5 separate regions of the Mus musculus genome follow, and regions 1, 2, 4 and 5 are each linked to region 3. The links are chromatin contacts, called in public capture Hi-C and promoter capture Hi-C maps. All regions are on one chromosome and are shown on one strand. The core of a region is the stretch at or near the end of the contact, and the rest is flanking DNA. Distances in the headings are between cores, read along the strand shown. Region 1 holds the start of Epm2aip1 (EPM2A (laforin) interacting protein 1). Region 2 holds the start of Klhdc8b (kelch domain containing 8B). Region 3 holds the start of Map4 (microtubule-associated protein 4). Region 4 holds the start of Slc26a6 (solute carrier family 26, member 6). Region 5 holds the start of Slc25a20 (solute carrier family 25 (mitochondrial carnitine/acylcarnitine translocase), member 20).

Region 1 (2,700 bases), core at 12-2,511, 1.3 Mb before region 3:
AAATCACAAAGCCACTGCTTGTCTGAGAAATGAACTGTTGTTGCCCCCACTGAGACCAAGAACGCCTCGATTTCTTTTCTTAGTGAAAATATTAGTTTTAACGTTTTGCCTCTTCTCAGCCAGTTGTTCAAACACCGTCCGTTAACTCTTTCACCATGCTCTGACTCAGACTCAGTTAGTAGAGGCTGAAACTCCGGTCGCCTAACACCTCTGGTCTTAATCATAACTACCCATTCAGATATGGTATTTATGATCTGATTAATATCAACATCATAAGAACTCAACAGTTCCAAGTGAAGAAATCCCGAATAGTGGATTACGTTCCAACAGTTGGGACTCACGGCCTTCTCTCTCATGTAGGAGACCAGTCCGGAGTTCTCGCCGATCATCCTTAAAGTGTGGGTCGTGGTCAGTCCAACCATTCGCTGTAAGCTGAGCCCTGCTGTCTGCAGGGCTTCCAGAATTGCCGACATGAGAGCCCCAACACTGAAGTGATGAGTCAGGTTGATAATCGTCAGAAGATCTTCTTGCACCTCCAGGTCGCGGCCGACGCCACGGATGAAGACCAGCAGGTAGTTCTCATAGGCCACAAAAGCCTGGTCATCCAAAGCAAGGGAATAGGCCTTAAAGTCCCTGGCTCGGTTAAACAGCTGGCTGCGGAGGTTGCTGTCAATGCTCAGAATCCTCTGCCGTGTGATCTCTGGAGACAAGTCAATGCCTTCCAGGACGCCGACGTGATCCGGCAGCACCTCTCTCAGCAACACCTCCATGCACTGGTGTACGAAGTCACCCTCACCCCAGCCGCGACCCTTCAAGGCCAAGAAGCGGCAGAGGCCGAGGCCTGCCCGGGTCGCTCTCTCCTCCGGAGTGAGCACGGCGGCCAAAGACATGTCACCCTGCCGCAGACGCTCGACCAGGGCCGCGCGTTCCTCGTCCCCTACAAACCGCTCGTAGAATTCGTGCTCGGCCTCGTAGTGGCGCCTCACGTCGCGTTCCCGAGTAGAGGCGACCAGGCGGCGACACACCAGGCACAGGGCCCCGTCACCCTCCGCAGGCTCCACCACCAGGTATCGCTGGGTCCACTCGGGCCGGAACACCAGAGCCTCGTCGACTTCCATCCTAATCCTCTTGGGCGTCATCCACATTCTGCGGAGGCCACAGGAGAACGCCGAGCTCTGAGGCCGCAGCAAACGGGGAGGAGCCCGACGAACGCCAAGCACCCCCTGGGTTCTGCGCCAGATCACCCGAGCAGGGGTGCACCAGCCTCCGCCAGGGCACCTCCGTTCCTATTGGCTGGAGATTTCGTATTCCCTCAGCTCTCAGAAATGAGCCAATAGGAAGAGCGGACCGTGAACTTTGACGCGCAAGCGCGTTGCCTTCTAGCCTGGTGTCGGGCCGCTGTTTAGAGCGGGACAGAGATCCCAGGAACTGACGTGTAAAAGCGCTTGACTGGCATTCATGCTGCCCAATCAGCACTTGCCGCTGGGAAGACGGCGCAGGACTGCAGTCGGCCGAAGCTGAAGGAAGAACTTGAGCGTGAGGAGCTCGAGTGATTGGCTGACTGGGAACTCGGGCGCCAATATGGCGTTTGTAGCAGGAGTTATTCGGCGTCTGGACGAGACGGTAGTGAACCGCATAGCGGCGGGGGAAGTCATTCAGCGGCCGGCCAATGCTATCAAAGAGATGATAGAAAACTGGTACGGAGGGAGCGGAGCCGAGTTCCCCGACTGAGAGCCGGGGCGGGCCGACCCACCTGCTGCAGTCGGCCACCGTGCGGGGCACCGAGCACGGGGACCGTGGGGGCATCGGGCACAGGGACCCTGCGCGTGCCAGGCTGGTTTCCCATTATGCACACGGCCGAAGGTCCTCACGACTTGCGCGAGACCTGTTTGGGTCGCAAGTAGGGGAAGCACGCGTGGTATTGGTTTAATGGTATCTTCCTGGAGTATGCGGCTCGCCGCCACGTTACATACAACGAAGATGCGCGGCTGACGATGTGTGAATGTGTAAGGGTGGAAGAGAAACAGTCTTCAGAGTGTGCCATTTTAGGTTTATCATTCATTCCCGGAATAATCCCTACACATCCAAGGCACAGTTTCTTCTGAGTTTTATTCAGACGTATCAGGACATGGGGCTTTTTTTCTGACTCTCCTCTTGTCAAATTAGTGAGTGACCCTAGTCTGAGACTTAGACCTGCATCTGAGACTTAGACCCGTCAGGTTGTGGAGGGGAGAAGTTAAACGTGTACTGTTTAACCTTTAATAGGCACAGTGAATAGTATACCCCAAAGTAGACACACCACCAAATAAGTTCAAAAAGGACACTGTGTACATAAGGACTTTGTGTTAATATCAGTTGATGGTTGTGAAAGCCAAAGAAGACAAATGTTCAGAAGTGCACTGAAAAGACAAAGCATTCAGAACGATGACACTGAGATAAATGACCTCAGGCCCTCTTTGGGGTCCAAAGACCTTTATGCAGGAGTCACCTAAGACCATCGTGAAATTCTGATATTTACATTACAATTCAGAGCAATAGCAAAATTGCAGTTATGAAGTAGCAACAAAATAATTTTATAGTTAAGAGTCACCACAATGTAACAATGGGTCCCAGTTTTAAGAAGGTTGAGAACCACTGCCACAGGGAGGAAAGGAAACTGAAGAGATAACCAGAGGAAGGAGCAGGGAGCCCTCGGACATT
Region 2 (2,700 bases), core at 4-2,503, 1.5 Mb after region 3:
AATTTTGGGCATGCAAAGGCATTAGTACTGTATGATCCCTGGGGATGTGAAGGTGGGTTTCTTAGGTCCCCTTGTTCTTGGGAGCAGTAACAATATAAGACCCATGTTTCTAGTCACCTCCCAGAATCCCCAGGTTGCAGTTACCCACGGTGGTAACTGATGGTACCTCCTTTATTGGCTGCTTTCCTTGGTCTTCTTGCTACTTCTCTGCGGGTGCTTCCTGGCTTCACCTCCTACACTAACCACACACACTTGTGTCACTGCCTCAAGATCTGCGTTGGGAAAATTAAGCTAAACACTGTACACAAAAGGGTCGGAATCAATGAGCAGACACAGACAAGTGCAGGAGCTGTTCACACAAGCTTTCCAACTGGAAGCTTCGGCTGATCAGAATGCTCACAAGATAGGCTGAGCCAAAGTGTGAATCAGAGGTAGGTGGATGCAGCTGGTCTTTGCTACTTTGTGGGTTTTTTTCCCACCCTTCATCCCCCAGTTTCAACCCCTATCACTAGATAGGAGAGAAAGAAGGATAGAGGGGAGAGATAAATAGAGGTCCTTGAATCTAATTTCTTTTGACAACTAACAAACTGCAACTAGTCCCCTCCCCACTGATGGCCAACAACCACCCATCCACCCCCCAGGGCTCTCAAACTTATATCCTCTGAGAAGTACCCAGAATTCCAAACATAACACAATCACAGAAACTATGTGCAGCTGGCAAAACCCTGCTTTTGCTAGAACACAGGCAAATCGTAGTCAGCTGCTGGGAAGCAGCCCCGTATCTCCACACCTGGCATTAAAACAAAAACATATTCCTATACGATTTCTCTGATGTTAAAAGAAATCAAAATTTCAGAATTCTCACTCCAGGGGAGTCTTTGTCACACCAGTTTGCTATCACATGACCACGGAGTTGGCTAGAGATGAGCTCTGTACCCTGAAGATGAACAGTCACCCAACCTCTGAGTAGTAGCCCCAGAGTAGCATTAGGCAGAGAGACTCCTGGCATCTGGCTGATTGTGCACATCCACTGCTCGGATCGAAGCAAAAATAACCTACTTTTCTATAAAGAAGGTCTAGATAGGCCCCAAGGCTAGTACAGTCTGCCCCTCCACCCTACAAGCTGCTAGTCTCCATATACACTAAGGGATCTTTTCTGTGTCCTGCTTTGTGTCATGGTTAGGACAGCTCGGCTGGGCTCCCCAACCAGAGGCCCAGGCTACAGCCCTAGTGGCCTCTAGGGGGCGCCGCTGGGAAGCTTGTGGTTTGGCACCTCCAAGCTCAGTTGTGATGGGCGGACTCCGACCCCTAAAGGCCCCAGGTTCCACTGGCTAGCCCCTGGCTGATTGTACCCAGAGTGGATCCGACTCACAACGACACCCGCCTCCGATCCCACCATACCGGTGTTGTGTTGCTCGCCGCTGCCTCATTTCTATCATCGCCCCAGGTAGAGCCCTAAATCCTGGCCGGCCGGATGTCCATATGCCTGTCTGTTCATTTTGGGTGACCGTGGGTCGGTGCGCCCTACTCCTGCCGTGGCATGTGCAGAGTTAAGGCGGGAGGAGGTTTCCCCGAATCTGGGGAGGGGGGAGCGAGGGGCGGACCCGGTCCAGCCCCGCCCCACGCCGGAGCGGTGCGGGAGCCCCACCAGAGCCCAGCTTCAGCCCTAGCCGGAGCCAGCGGAGGCGGAGGCGGAACAGCGGACCCCGTGCCCTGGCGACATTTGAGATCCAGCAGGTGAGTCCCGCGGGAACCTCGCGCAGGGGAAGTTTGGGGCATGAAGGATAGAACCTTAATTAAACCCACTAGCCAGACCCGCCCCCCACTCTCCTTTGAGTTGGAAGTTTGGGGCCAGGAGGCCGTCCCTGTTAAATCCCGGGACTGAGAGTGGAGACCCCCAGCATACACATAGAGACATAGACACAGAGAGATACACACACAGCAAAAGGGGAGGCTAAGGAATGTGCTCTTGGGTGGGGGGTGTCAGGAATCCAGCCGTTTATTCCTACAGGAAAAGCCCTGGACTCAGGGACCTTCTAATCCTGTGCTCAAGAGATTCTCTACACCAGCCTTTTAAAACCTCCTCAGCAGGGAATCTGCTGGCATCGCCACACCCATAAAGGATGGACTTCAAAGGGAGTGTGGAATCCTGGAGTCTAGCCCCTTTGGGTCTCGCATATGAGACTGGCCTTTTGCTGATATAAATGGTTATACCTTGTAGAAGATCCTTCTTGTAAGGACTACAGGATGAGGGACCCTGATGGCTGGACCCAGGTTGTTGAAGGCACACTAGATGCCAGTGTGTAGAGGATGCAGAACTCTCTTGGAGCACTGAGATAAGACTTGTTGGGACAGGAAGCACGCTAGGATGGAGATTTGGGCTCTATCTTCCCTTCCACTCTAAATTGATCAAGTTACTATTTGCTAGTTCTTAAGGTTGGGGAGGGAAGAATCCCTCATGTTCCCACAAGAACCGAGAACGCCTTCTGGGTACCTGGAATCTATTCTTCCCACTATAGAAGGACCTTCACCAGTAGAGTGTTAGTCAAAGGTGTGGGTCTTTCTGCACGAGTGGTTTTGGGCCTGGCCTGCCTTCAGCTACATGTTGTTCATCTGTTTCTTGACAGTGGCCCTGACCCTTTGTTTTCTGCCTCCCCTCCAGGTCAAGGCAAGATCCCTTGGACTGGGCAGACACACCCA
Region 3 (2,700 bases), core at 173-2,672:
AGAGCAGCTGTATTTCCCTTACCACACCCATCGCTCTGCCTACCCAGCCAAGCTGCCGGCAACCGCCCCCCTCCCGTTTGTCACCCTCCCACCCCCACCCCCCAACTCTACACCATACTATTCTCCCTCCTCCTGGGCTGAGTGAGCAAATTACAAGCACAAATATCCCCTGATGCAATGCCACAACCATCCCTGGGAAAGAGCAGAGGCAGTTGCCAAAAGCGCAGCAGTAGGAAAACGGGCGGGAGACACTCGCAGGGAGCAAGAAACACTGCAGAGGCCCTGGGGAGAAATTCTGTAACTGGACCAGCGGAGGGCAAGGAGAAAGGGGGATTCCAGCAAAAGGCTGGGTAACACTAATCTTGCCTGAGAAGTACAGGCTACAACTCCGCTCCAGGAGGGGGCGAGTTCTGGATTCCTAAAACACAAACCTGTGGGGAAATCAGCCTCTTCCCCTAAAGACCAAATGCATTTAATCTACACAATCCAAGAGATAAGCAAACCCTCCCCAAAACGCCCAGGAGGCAATCTCAAGTAAAGTTGAGTTCCGACAGTAACAGTCCAAAAGAGCTCGTCCCGGGTGCTAAAATAAACCACAATCTCTGCTCCGAGTAACGTTTCCGACAGCCGCTGCTAGCCCTGGTCCCTGTTTCCGGACTCCGCACCCTTAACGTGACCCCTTTTGCATTCCCGAAGCCAGACACTAGATGCGCGTCAGTCCCCAAAGTGTGCGGGACCCACGCACACAAGGGCTCGAGTTGGATTCTCCAGACCACCCCTCGGCCCCACCCATAACCCCCAGAAGGGACACGCAGAGCTCGCCTCAGTCCCCACATACACGGACGCCCCTCCTGAAGCCTGGAGAAACGACCCCGGCGTCCTTCTGCATCCCGAACCCCACCCAAGGGCCCAGGCTGCAGTCGACCCTCAGTGTCCCGGCTCAGCACATGCCCAGCCTGAGGCAAGCCCCTCGGCTCCACAACCTCCGAAGCCCTGATACAAAATCTCTCCGCCCGCCTCGCCCCCTACGGTCCCCTCAGAAGGCGTCTCAGAAACTCCGAAGGTCACGCCCGCAGGCCCCCCACCAGGCCCCCTCTCTCAACCACCCCGGCGTCCCGTAGGCGGACAGCCACCGCCCTTCCCCGCCTCGGGAGGGACCTGCGGGGTCCCCGGCGGCCACCGCGAGAACCTGGGCGGGAGTCGTGGAGGTTAGTGAGGAGGCCGACCCTCCGATCTCAATCACAGCCGCACCTACCCGCCGCCGCCGCCGAGCCCAAGCCGGAGCCGCAGGAAGCCGGGAGAGGGCAGAGAGGAGCCGGGAGCAGCCGGGAGGAGCCGCAGAAGCCACAGACCTAGCCGGAGGGGCGGGGCACAGGGAGGTGGCCGCTTCCTCGTCGCCCTCTTGAAGGCCGGCACGAAGGCGGAGCGTGCTCGCCGTCAGCGGGTGCCGCCCCAGCCAATGGGCGCCACCGAAGGGCGGGCCGAGGCGCCGCGAACCAATCCACGCCGGCCCCTACTCCTCGCCCTCTCCGTGGAAGCAGCACGAGTGGCGGACCGTTGGCGCGGCGCGCGTCGGGGGTCTAGACTGCGGCCTCCCGCCCGCGGATGCCTCAGCGAATGGCGAGGCTCAGGCCGCCTCCGCCGTTCTGAGAGGGCCGCCGCTTCCTTTTCCAGCAGAAAGGATGCTAGTGTCAGGCGCACGCGCCTGCGTACGGGTGGGCCTGAGTGGGCCCCGCCGGCCCTGACTGGTGGGCTCTATGATGTAATCTGGGAGGGGCGGGGGCGGGGCCTTGGGTTCACTGCTAACCGCGAGGAACTGACTGGGAGCTGAGGGCGCAGCTCATAGTAGCTGCCTGAAACGTGGCTGGACCAAGTTGAGAAGGAACATTGTTGAATGCAAAACTGATTATATGGGGCCGGGCGTGGTGGCGCACGCCTTTAATCCCAGCACTCGGGAGGCAGAGGCAGGCGGATTTCTGAGTTCGAGGCCAGCCTGGTCTACAAAGTAAGGTCCAGGACAGCCAGGGCTCTACAGAGAAACCCTGTCTCGAAAAACAAACAAACAAACAAGAAAAAACTGATTATATAATTGGGAGTGTATTTAGTAACTTAAATAATTTCATGTTTCTTTTAGTTTTTTTCTTTTTTCAACGTAGTTACTTGAAAACTTAAAGATCACCTTTGTTCTGTTTTGGGTTTTTTGCACAGTGCCTCCCACCATAGCGCAGGCTGGCCTGAAATTCACTTTGCATCACCCACCTCCCTCAGAGTGATGGCAATCCCTCAGCCTCAGCCTCCTGAGTGTTGAGATTACAAATTTGAGCCGCCATACACAGCTAAAATTACCTCCTCCTACTCTCCTCTCCCCGCCCCCCTCCTCTAGAGTGTCACTACGGTCACATTATATTGCCTGTGCATAGTACTGGTCCAGAAGAAATAGTGATACCCAACTCCTTTATGCTTATTCCATGATCCACATATCTTAATCATCACAAGAGCCCTACATGGTTAATATATCCTCAGTGCCCTTTGTAGTTTTAGTTATGAGCCTTATCTTTAATAGTTTAATTTTCTCTCCAGCACTCCTCATTCTCATTATGTTAACAGGCAAGTTTAGTAACACCACAGTGTCAACAAGACAATGTTTGGCTAGTGGGGCTTTAACTTCAGTAGCCAGGTGCTAGGATTGTAAACTCAGGC
Region 4 (2,700 bases), core at 46-2,545, 1.1 Mb after region 3:
CAAACCAGAGGTCTGTAAGCAATACTGCCCTCCAGTTTCAGGACAGGGTCCAGCAAGACTCCAGGGTCGAAGCTCTCACCTCCAGGGAGTTTTGACAGGCTCCCACTCGAAGTAGAGAGACTTCACCTGGGAACAGGAGCTTTTGGAAGCCAATCCAACCTGGAGGGAACTCTGCCCTGAAAGCTTTCACCAGCCAGGCAAGTTCTGACCGGGGGTGTGGGAATCTCTCATCGGGAGGCACTTCTCTGGAGAGGCACTTCTCTCGGAAGTGGGAGACTTTACCAGAGAATAGGATCTGAGGGGGTCTCTCAGAAGAAACTCTGATCTGGGGGGGGGGTGCCTCCATATGGAATGCAGCTCTCTATAAATATATTTCAGGGGAAACAAATTTGGAGTGGGCAGGGGGGAGGGGCTAGCCTGTGGGAAAGATATCACCTGTGAGTTCTGATCTAGGAGAGGCTATAACCAGGGGAGAGAATCCCACCAGAGGGGTAGGAACTCACCTGGGAAGACTCTCTAACCTGGGTATCCAATGGAGGAGGGAGCAGTGCAGACGCAAGGAAGATCTTCAGAGATTCTCTGCACCGCGGGCTCCAGGAGATCTCAGCGGCCCCTCTCCCCTCCTTCAAGATCTCTCAAGTCTTCTTAAAGGGCTCCCTCCCCTTACCAGGCGGCACGCGCCTTGGAGGGCGGAGCCTTGATGCTTGGCACCTCCCTTTGGGAGGGCACAAGGGCCGGCAGCGACAAATGTGAACAGTACCCTGCCGACTCAGGCCGCGGCTGGTCCACCGCCTGGCTAGAGCCTGTCTTGCAGCGGTTTCTCTCCCAGTCCCAACGCGCCCAGCTGGCACACCTCCCGTGCCAGGACTCCTCGGTAAGCAGCAACTTCCCTGCAGCGCCCTTATTAGCACTCCAGGGACGTTCAGTACAACCCTCAAGAGCTGGGGTCGCGCCAGAGCCCGCCCCCATCCCTCGCTGTTGATGGATAACCTCCTTCGGAAAATCGGCAAGGCGGTAAACTAAGGCTCCGCAGACGGGAAATGCCTGTCGGGGACTTGGAGGTTCCCTTCCTGAATTGACCCAGGCCGGGAGTCACAGAACTACTAGCGCTTCGCGGGCACGCGGAATTTGGGCAGCGCCCTGCAACTCACCGGACCCATCGGGAAGTCCCATGGCCCTCAGAGGGTAACTCGTGTACCGCTTTTCAAACAGCTCCCCCAGGAGGCCACTACCGGCTAGAAGGTGGCGCCAGGCCCAGAACTTGGCCGGCCGCAAGCTCCACCGCTAGGATGTGCAAGATCAGACCAATCAGAATTCTGGGGGTGGAATCCAAGTCATACTCTCTGGGCGGGGCGAGCCCGGAGAATAAAATTTTAACCCTTTCCTTCCCGTCGGCCTAGCTTCTGTCCCTGCCTGCGATTCTTGTTAACCTGCTGGGAGCTGGAGCATTCTGCTGAGACTGGAGGACTGGAACGAAGGCCCAGCGCTACGCTTGGCCAATGTTATGCCTCTGTGCCCTTAAGTGGCTGGACCTAATTGTATGCTTTGTAGAAGGTCCCCACTTTATGCAGAGGAGACATTCTTGACCGATCTGGATGCCTAGGTGTGCAACCAGGGGCCCCAGCCTCAACTGTGGGAGATCTAGGCCTGTAGGGTCTCTCAGGGACCACCAAGCTGTGAGTATCACCCTCAGATTTTTCCTTCTGAGACCTGGCACAGTGGTCCTCAAGACCAGCCCCACCCCACCTCCATTTCTTTTTTTCCAGACAAGTTTTCTCTGTTTAGCCTTGGCTGTCCTGGAACTCTCTGTAGACCAGACTTGTCTACAGAGATCCACCTGCCTCTGCCTAGTGAGTGCTGGGATTAAAGAAGAGATCAAAGGTATTTGTCACCATGGGTGGCTTCTTAAGCCCCCCCCCCCCCTTTCACTTTCACACCTGGCTGCCTAGACTGGAAATGGAGCACTCAGGATCCTTTCCAGGTCTGGAAGCTCTGGCCTGATCCAAGTGAGAAAAGACCAGTAAGGGCCAGAGTGTGGGTGGGTAAGCAGGAACTGAAGTGGGAACGCCTAGGTTTGGGGTGACTAATGGGCAGGGCCACAAATGTCAGCCTCTGGATATTAAGGAAACCCTCATATGACTGCCTAGACCAGGAAAGTGGCTTCTCTTGGCGCAGCTCCTGCGCTCCAACTTCAGGCTCCAGTCACAAGGTGAGAGGCCATATTTCAGAAAGAAATGGGAACCTGGTCCAAATCTCCCATGAAATGGGCTAAAAATAACTGGCTATTTTGGAGGGAGGAGAGCTCAGAGTCCTACAAAGGTCATCCTGGGTGAGTATTCTCAACAGCTGAGACAGAAAGAGGAACAAGTGTTTTCTATAGAAGTTTATTCCCAAAACAGAGCGCGGCTTCACGGAACAATTTACACAGACAGGAAAGAGGGCCACTGTTGGAAGGGGACCCCAGAGACGGGCATCTACAGAACCTAGGACATAGCAAGGACACTCTCCCAACCGACAGGCCTCTCAGCCCTTCAAGGGCAGGGGTCAGTCTGGGTAAAGAGAGCTGGGGACCTGGCTGGTGGGATTTGGCACAGGCAGTGAAGTGGGATTTTTTTGAATCTCAGAAACTGCCTCCCAAGAGTAAACACAGGGTAGGGGTGGGTGGCGGCTGCACAGAACCCCGGTCCTGAGCCACTTTCG
Region 5 (2,700 bases), core at 32-2,531, 1.3 Mb after region 3:
TGAGATAGCCTGCTGTCAAGCCTGCCAAGGAAGAGCCCTTGGATACTGTTCTCTTTCAGAGGAAACTGGATCTGACATCCTATCAAGCCCCCAACCGAGGTTACCACCTTTATGAGATTCACATCTTCTCTGGCTTCCAGCCCCCAGCAACACGCCATCCACACACACAAAAGACTCATGTCTTCTTCTCACAGGCTCATCCTGGCTATGACCTGTCATTTCCTTTCAGGTCTATGTCCATAAAAAAAGAAGAAGAAGAAGAAGAAGAAAAAAGAAACCTATAAGCTACGAGCTTATATGAGCTCATCTATGAGCTAAGTCATCGAATATAGATTTTAGTCTCCACAAGACCTGGCTGAGAGTACAGCAAGAGGAAGAATAAAAGGCTGAGGAGAGAAAGGTCCCCTCGATTTCCACACCTGAGCCTGGCTGGTCATTGCTTGCTATGGGGGTGACTATGCAGCTTACCCTGCAGTGAATGACTGGCTGTAAATGGCCAGGTGCCTCTTCAGGCAAAGAAAAGTGCACAAGAGATAGGCTATGGGACACACCGGCTTTACGAGACTGTGTCAAAGGACATCTCTGCCACCTTTGTCCTTAATTTGTGGGGGAGGTCAAGTCTACAGATAACCTGTTCCAATCTTTATAACAATATCAGGGTTAACCGGGCACAGACAGCAGCTTTTTCTTTCTCATCTCCAAAGAAGTGCGCAGGGCTCAAAAAAAGACTGCCATCCGAAGACCTTGAAATAGGAGCTGTAGGGCTCTTAGGGCGCGAGGTACAGCCTCTGTCTATTTCGTATTGATTCTCGAGAGGAAAAAAAAATTGTTTTGAGGTGCCAGGGAGTTGAATGCAGAGCCTCTGGCCGGGTTAGGTAAAGCAGCGCTTCCTAGTAAACTACATACCAACCCTCTGTAAACTTCCCACGGAAGGAAGCATCCATCAGCCCGGCTCCACTTCTGTTCAGAAAGGCAGCACCTCGCGGCGGTCCCTACTTTCCACGTAACCCCCCCCCCCCCCCCCACACACACACACACCGCCCCGGGGCATTCCTCCACAAGCCCCCGTCCACACTCCGCGCACCTTGACCGTGTCCAGGGGGTGCCCCACAAACACCAGGCACATGCCGCCGAAGCCGCCAGCCAGGAGGTTCTTAAACGGACTGATGGGTTTCGGCTCGTCTGCCATGCTCAGTCTTCTGTCTGTCTGTCTGTCAGCTCCGGGCAGTCTTGGTCTTGCTCCGCTGCCCGAGCGGCTCCGCCGACCTTTCACCTACATTCAGGTGGGCGGGGCCGTGGGCAGGTCGGAAAGAGGGCCCAGTCGTACTAGCCTGGCTTCCGCCCTGAAGTCTACTTCCGGCTGCCCTCCTCCTTAGTGGGCGGGGCTCTTTCCCTAATGATGTATGGGAGGGGCTTGGGAATGATTGTCAGGGACTTACTCCTCCAGGAAGTCTTCTTGGACTTGAGTTTTTTTCTTTCTCTGGTCCTCTGTGGTCCTATGCATCTGTGCACTCCCCAGAGGTCGCATACACCCTTTTGCGTGACAGCCACTTTTTTTTTTTTAGGTGCTGAAGAGTGGAGGTACCCCATAGAGGTCCCTGTCTTTGATAAGCCTTGACTAAGTTAAAAATGGCATATGTCCTATGGTAAAAATGGCTCTATAGGAAAATAAATCCGGGAAGAAGTAAAGTGTGGGAGACAAATAATTTGTAACTAATTTGTTAAACAAGAGAAGCTCTCATTAGGAAGGCAAAGGATTAAGATCTAGGGCATGGAAATGAGTCCTGTCTAAAGATACCCGGTAAAGGATGAAGGACCTTTCTGGCAGAAGATAAAGAAAATTTGAAAACTCTGAGATGTCTGTGTTGTCAAATCTGAGAAACCACAGGCCACAGGGGTGGGAATGGGGTGCGGTGGGATGGTGGAGCAGCCAGTGAGGACAGGAGAAACGGAGACTACTCATCAGGAGGAACTGTGAGGACATCAGTCTCTTCTATGACAGGTTTTAGATGGAGACTAACAATCTCAGATCGGATTTTAAAACAAACAGACAAAAATCAGGATCGCTGTAACTGCTGGTGAAAACAGCCAGAGGAAATCCAGGGGGCTGGAGAAAGTTAAAGGTCATGAGTAGAAATGTTGGCTTGGACCAGCACATAGCAGAGTTGTTAACGAGGTGCGATCCAATGGTGAATATTTTCTAAAGGAAAACCCGAAGGACCTGTTAGTGAACGGAAATTCATTCTGCTCACTACTCATGCAGAAGCTGCAGAAGCTGGCTCAGCAGCTCAGAGAACTGGCTGCTCTTACAGAGTACCTGGGTTCTGTTCCCTGCACCCTCGTAGCAGCCCAGAACTGTCTGAAACTATACTTCCATGAGACCTAATGCCCTCTTTGGGCCTCTTTGGGCACCAAGCACACATACATTCATGGAGGCAAAGACTCAAGGACACAAAATAAAAATGAGTAAATATATATTTTTTTTTTAGAAAAAGTTTTGTGAGAGAGGCTTACGGGACAATGCTAATGTTTTTGGCCTTAGCAACTAGAGAGAAGACATCATCTTTAACTGAGATTGGGGAAGAGATGGGGTCAAGCAGATTAGAGGATGGTAAAGGACATTTTAGACATAATTAGTTTGAGATTTCTATTAATAGATCTATCTCCTGATCCAGGATTCTGTAAAGAGGCTCGGGCTAG

What was found. Promoter capture Hi-C pulls out the DNA fragments that hold promoters and counts their contacts. Capture Hi-C pulls out chosen DNA fragments and counts their contacts.
Region 1: a contact with region 3 is called in a promoter capture Hi-C map of adipose tissue, with 4 times the contacts expected there. The contact joins the promoter of Epm2aip1 here to the promoter of Map4 in region 3. A contact is called at or near these places in 1 of 39 promoter capture datasets (pre-B cells), 2 of 115 datasets of contacts at active chromatin or transcription factors (bone marrow-derived dendritic cells and thymic regulatory T cells) and 2 of 9 other capture datasets (adipose tissue and liver).
Region 2: a promoter capture Hi-C map of pre-B cells shows a contact between it and region 3, with 2.3 times the contacts expected there. The contact joins the promoter of Klhdc8b here to the promoter of Map4 in region 3. A contact is called at or near these places in 2 of 39 promoter capture datasets (liver and pre-B cells) and 1 of 9 other capture datasets (pancreatic islet).
Region 4: a capture Hi-C map of embryonic stem cells shows a contact between it and region 3, with 2.2 times the contacts expected there. The contact joins the promoter of Slc26a6 here to the promoter of Map4 in region 3. A contact is called at or near these places in 1 of 39 promoter capture datasets (embryonic stem cells) and 1 of 9 other capture datasets (embryonic stem cells).
Region 5: a contact with region 3 is called in a capture Hi-C map of macrophages, with 4 times the contacts expected there. The contact joins the promoter of Slc25a20 here to the promoter of Map4 in region 3. A contact is called at or near these places in 1 of 39 promoter capture datasets (embryonic stem cells), 1 of 115 datasets of contacts at active chromatin or transcription factors (embryonic stem cells) and 1 of 9 other capture datasets (macrophages).

The regions. Positions count from the first base shown.
Region 1 is chr9:111,270,406-111,273,105 of GRCm38.p6, reverse strand. It overlaps Epm2aip1 (EPM2A (laforin) interacting protein 1), which reads right to left and starts at 1,261. Exons shown (of 1, transcript NM_175266.4): 1 at 1-1,261. The coding sequence starts at 1,145. It overlaps Mlh1 (mutL homolog 1), which reads left to right and starts at 1,498. Exons shown (of 19, transcript NM_026810.2): 1 at 1,498-1,697. The coding sequence starts at 1,582.
Region 2 is chr9:108,451,354-108,454,053 of GRCm38.p6, reverse strand. It overlaps Klhdc8b (kelch domain containing 8B), which reads left to right and starts at 1,253. Exons shown (of 6, transcript NM_001359428.1): 1 at 1,253-1,737; 2 at 2,663-2,700. It also overlaps a transcript of Ccdc71 not described here.
Region 3 is chr9:109,930,496-109,933,195 of GRCm38.p6, reverse strand. Map4 (microtubule-associated protein 4) reads right to left here and starts at 1,422. Exons shown (of 19, transcript NM_001205330.1): 1 at 1,256-1,422.
Region 4 is chr9:108,852,638-108,855,337 of GRCm38.p6, reverse strand. It overlaps Slc26a6 (solute carrier family 26, member 6), which reads right to left and starts at 1,295. Exons shown (of 20, transcript NM_134420.4): 1 at 504-1,295. It overlaps Celsr3 (cadherin, EGF LAG seven-pass G-type receptor 3), which reads right to left. Exons shown (of 36, transcript NM_001359572.1): 36 at 2,369-2,700.
Region 5 is chr9:108,660,717-108,663,416 of GRCm38.p6, reverse strand. It overlaps Slc25a20 (solute carrier family 25 (mitochondrial carnitine/acylcarnitine translocase), member 20), which reads right to left and starts at 1,281. Exons shown (of 9, transcript NM_020520.5): 1 at 1,085-1,281. The coding sequence starts at 1,189.